Linked DNA regions of Arachis hypogaea: region 1 is linked to region 2. The links are chromatin contacts, called in public Hi-C maps. All regions are on one chromosome and are shown on one strand. The core of a region is the stretch at or near the end of the contact, and the rest is flanking DNA. Distances in the headings are between cores, read along the strand shown. Region 1 holds the start of LOC112784876 (glyoxylase I 4). Region 2 holds the start of LOC112783773 (NADH-cytochrome b5 reductase-like protein).

Evidence for each region. Hi-C and Micro-C count contacts between places; a contact is called where the count stands out from the background.
Region 1: a Hi-C map of leaf shows a contact between it and region 2, with 4 times the contacts expected there. The contact joins the promoter of LOC112784876 here to the promoter of LOC112783773 in region 2. A contact is called at or near these places in 2 of 8 Hi-C or Micro-C datasets (both in leaf).

What each region holds. Positions count from the first base shown.
Region 1 is chr20:9,197,927-9,200,626 of arahy.Tifrunner.gnm2.J5K5, forward strand. It overlaps LOC112784876 (glyoxylase I 4), which reads right to left and starts at 1,375. Exons shown (of 3, transcript XM_025828211.3): 1 at 1,156-1,375; 2 at 963-1,068; 3 at 451-885. The coding sequence starts at 1,307. The coding sequence ends at 637.
Region 2 is chr20:9,062,096-9,064,795 of arahy.Tifrunner.gnm2.J5K5, forward strand. LOC112783773 (NADH-cytochrome b5 reductase-like protein) reads left to right here and starts at 1,392. Exons shown (of 13, transcript XM_025826840.2): 1 at 1,392-1,672; 2 at 1,926-1,968; 3 at 2,175-2,250; 4 at 2,353-2,412; 5 at 2,512-2,562. The coding sequence starts at 1,481.

The sequences.
Region 1 (2,700 bases), core at 125-2,624, 140 kb after region 2:
AGATTTCTGGATTAATTTTGCTTTCTTCAGTTTCATTAATCAATATTCTTATTATTACTTATTACTTGATTTGAGCCTTTCTCTAATAGATTATCACAAAGAACCTGAAGCTGATGCTGAGGTATACAGTTTTCATTTTTGGTTTTCAATTTTTCATTATTGTTCAAGAACCTAATCCACTAATTCCTTTCAGATGACAAAAGAAAACTACTGTTTTGTGTTAATTAAGGGGACAAATTAAACCCACCGCACTAGTGTTGTTGATAAGTGATAACCATAGGATTACTATATTCATTGATCTTATCTTATATATTATTGCCATGCTTTGATTTCTGTTTCCAAATGAAAACTCAAAGCTTTGTCTTCTAATACGAATAAATTATTTTTTTAATAGAATTCATAAATGAATACCTTATCTGTTACCTGATGAGACAATCTGACAGATGTAAATCAGGATAAGAATTATATGTATATCTCCTTAGCTTGTTATAGCGAACACTGATCTTTTCTAAATTTGTTTTGTTTAACCCCAATTTCCTAGTTGAATTATTATGAGAAAAGAAAGAGAGAGAAGTTTTACTTTGACATTCATAATTTACAAATGATCACTTTTGTATGTACATTAATATAAGTTTGTCACTGTTGGTCCATTGTGAGAATTTGTTGCTGAAGATGGTGGTTTGGGATATTGCAATTGAAAGGAGAGCGAGAAGAGCACAATGGCACCACAGGGAGTTTGTCACAGTTGCAGATCTCAATCATCCATCCATCTGGGTCATGGAAGAATAGCTGATCAACATAGATCCCATTTTCCTCTACTATGTTCTTCACGTACTTCATCTTCATTTGCTTCAATCTTCTCTCCACTGCTGCTATGCTTTCACACTACAATAATACAATGCATAAGTATATTGTATATATATGTTTATATCAAGATAGAAATTATATATATATGTATATACTTGGAAAGAAATGTGGTTGTCCTTGGGATTAATCTGAAGAATCTTAGGCATGCCCTCTGGATCTTCTGATTGGAGAAGGTGTATGCCAATGCCATAATTGAATAACCTACACATACATACATAAACATCATCATCAAAAATCATAATCATGAGGCTCTTTGCATTAGAGAGTTGCATTGTTAATTAGACATGCCATGCACCGTTGAAGTCAAAGGAAGTAGGCCTCTTAATGGGGCAGAAGCCAAGAATATTGACGTAGAAATCAATAGATTTGTCCACTGATCCACACAGCAAGGAGATGTGATTCAATGACTTGAGTTGCAGAGGATTATTGTTATTGGCCATTGTAATCTCAAAGGTTAATGAAATTGAAAGGTGATGATGATGTAGCTTAGTGCCATTGGCGGCTATGCATGCCTTCTATTTATAGCAATAAATCAAAGTAACATTTTTCCTAGGCATGTCTTATAGAAGCTTCTCATCTTCTTCTTATTACAATTTACAATGTTGGATTTGGAGTGACACGTAGATTTGACGTTGGTGAATCAGACCACCATGGACAACGCTTATCTACCATCCGACACGTTAATATCTTTGACTTGTTAATTTGCTCCATCATATATGTATATGATCACCGTCATTATTACAAGTTCTAGGTCTCTTATTAATATAATTTTTAAATGATTTATGAATATAAAATTAGTTTTTAGAATTGAGTTAGATTTGTTTAATTTTAATTTAAATTACATGCTATGATATATAGATGCTAATATAGATACAAAATACGATGCAATATGTAATATATAGGCACATAAATTTTAAAGTTTTACGAAATACAAACACGTGTCATATATATAAAATTATAATAATATTTTAATATTTTATTGATATTAAAATATAAATTATTTTTTTAATTATTTTAATATTTTTTAATTGTATAAAATATTCAAAATACTTTTATGTTTTAATAAAGAGGAATGCTAAAAGGCTATAAAATTTATTGTTTTTAGTTATTATTAATCATCGATATTTAAAAGTATGGGATAAAGTATGTTGTTGGATTACTAACTAAAGAAATTATATTAAAAAAAATAAATTGATGCTTAAGTGATGATTAAAAATAACAAATTTTGATGACTATCTAGCATTTCTCTTCAATAAATACTATTCTTAAACTCATTTCAAGAATATATATTAAAAGTAAGGCTGGACACGCTCATACGTGATAGTAGTTAGGTCTGTCTAAGTATGTTTGGAGAAAAAAATTTTATCTTTTATTAAGACGCATTTGGACACAACAGACCTACGTGTCGAATGAGTATCAATGAGTCTCTGTTTTAAAATGTGATTGACCCGCAAACATGACAATTCAAGGAATTATTGTATTTCATAGCTAATATACATATCCTAAGAACACATAATAAAATTATTATTAGTGGAATGTTTTAAATTTTTTTAATTAATGTAAAATAAATATATTAAAATTTTAAATATTTTATATTTTTAATAAAAAATTTTAATTTGTAATATTAATATATATTCTTAGTTCAAGGTAAAAAATAGATACACTCTTAGACGATATATTATAAGTTTCAGATCTTTAAAAAATTTGATTCTGACAAAGAAATTACACCAAATCTCAAAGGACTAGAAGTGGTTTTTTATACTAGATGAAAATTTATTAAGATCAAGCATGCACTAAGGCTAAATAAAAAACTACAGTGAAAAAAATTTGACA
Region 2 (2,700 bases), core at 142-2,641:
ATTTAAGAGAAAAGACTTTTAAGCTCATTTAAGATAGTATTGGTTTAACTTTTAAAAAAATATTTTAAAAATTATTTTCCAGTTTTTTAAAAAAAAATATTGAATAATTTTCTTAGTAAACTTTCAAATTTTCAAAAAGGAAAACTAAGTAGTTAGCTTTCTAAGTCAACAAAAAAGGGTTAGGTTTTTGAAACTTATCTACATAAGTCCAACGAGCATTTCTCATTTATTTTTTTGATTTTATAAGATTGAAGAAGAGGTTTCACCTGAGACTTATCAGCAAGAATTGAGAATTTGAGATGAATATCAGCTTGTATATTTATTATCATTTTGAAAAGTTTTTTCATCCGATGAAAATGATGTCCAAGTGGGTCATTAACCTACCAAAAAAATCAACTTAAAAATAAGTTAAAATCATGCCTGAATTGACAAGGAGTTGTTAGGAATCATATGGAAGATACCAAATATCATCAATATATCAATATCGAATTTTTTAATGTAGTACAGGTTGAGATGTTGAACAATTTTCTTTCAAATTTACACATACCTTTTTTTATGTAAAATATTATACTCTCCTCATGATCATACAAATCACTTCATATATTAATATAAGTCTAAATACATCTAAATTTTATGTTAGATTTTAACGAATAATATACTAACAACTATAAAAAAAAAAAAATAGTCGAGTCAAATATAATTAACAAATACATAATCGATTATAATTACAGATTCTCTTCCTTCTTAAGTAATAGTCTCAGTCTAAATATTGAATATGAAAAAATCAGTGAAGTGTTGGGAGAGCCATGTCTATTATGCAATATCAAATGTTCAACTATAATTGTCACTAAGTAAAAACCAACACATAGTTTTTGTTTTTTTTTTTTTGTTTTTATAAAAGTCAAATAAAATAATTTTTCTTACATAAGTAGAAGATAACCAAGAAACTACATGATTGTGGTTTTGTACTTCATTATTTGGTCTTTTAATCAAGAGATTAGGAGTTTAAATTTTACTTTATTTAATCTAAAGTGGTTGGTCAATAGATTACTGCATATAAAGACAAGACAAAATTCATACATTTTCAGTTTGATAGGCCAAAGACTAATTCGTCGCGAATTAGAATTCCATTTAAAGGTTTGTCGCTGGCCAATGGGTTGCTATATGCATAAGATGGAATTCGAATCCCGACACTTATTTAAGCAGATGAGTGAACTGACCAACATGGTTAATTTTTTACCTTTTATACTGAAAAAAAAAAAAAACAATTTCCAATCAAAGCCCGTGTTTGATTTTTGTTTTGGCAAGGTTGAAGCCCACGAGACAAAAAAAGAGAATCGAGGCCCACGTTCTGGAATCTGAAGCAGGTTGCTGTAAGAGAAGCTAAAGTGAGTGAGTGACAGTGTTAAACCCTTCTCACTCCTCCAAGAATCTTGTTCCTTCCTTCATTCCTTCGATCTCCATTCTCCAATCTCTGAAAATGGAAGTTTTACTCAAGAGGTTCCTCAGGGCCACGCCTATCGCATTCGCCAATGCTTTCAATGCCCAATCCAAGTCCTCCTCCTCCTCCTCCTCTTACTCTTCCGCCAAATTCCGCCTACCATATGCTGCTGTCGCCGCCGGCGTCTCCGGCGGACTCTCCTGCTTCTACTTTCTCTCCTCTCCTAACCTTGTACGCTGCCTCTCGTTCTTAATTCTCATTTTGCTTTTATCATCTTCCCTTTGACTATTCTCTGATCCAATCCAATCATTTGGGAACCCCGTTTTTAGCTTCGCGTTCATTTGATTATTCGATCTATTGATTTACACTGTCATTTAAATAAAAATTATTATTGTTTCTTCTTTGATATGAGTTATGATCGTTTGCTTTATGCTCATCCTTAGTGATGAAAATGTTGGTAATAAAGTTGTGTTTATATTTGCAGGTTCATTCAGAGCAGGCTGAAGAAGGGGAAATAAAAAATATTGGTGAGTTTATATTTCCCTCTCTCCTTCACTTCCCAGCTTCAGAGAAAGTTTTAATCTGTAACTGTGCAGATCAATTGTTTTCGAAGATATTATTTCTTTACCATTTGATCTGAATTATCGTTTTAGGAGTGTACTGTGACTTTTGCTTCCCATCCAATGCATGAGAAATAAGATTCGGGGATATATTATTTTTTTTGTCTTTTCAGCACTTAATCCAGATAAATGGGTTGAATTTAAGTTGCAAGATACTGCCAGAGTCAGTCACAATACCCAGCTATTCAGGTATATGCGCTAACACTTCAACAGATGTGATAATATATCTATATAACTTCTCACCAAAATGTTTGTATTAATATGATTATGTCTCTTTCCTGTGTTTGACAGGTTTTCGTTTGATTCCTCTAAAAAGTTGGGTTTGGATATTGCTTCCTGCATTCTTACAAGGTTCCATAGATTGTTGATAATTTATTATTGCTATTGATATAAATAAAATTAGGTTTTGGCCATATACAATGTGTATTGAATGTATATTTATTACCACAGAGCTCCATTGGGACAGGATGCTGAAGGGAAACCGAAATATGTGATACGTCCGTAAGTTTCCTGCTGAGACAATAAGTGCATTTCATCCACAGATCTTTCTATATTGTGGCTCCTGATGATGTAGCATTCCGGACATGTTCAGTATAAAACATTCGCAATTTTTCTTATATTAAATATCAGTGCTTGAAT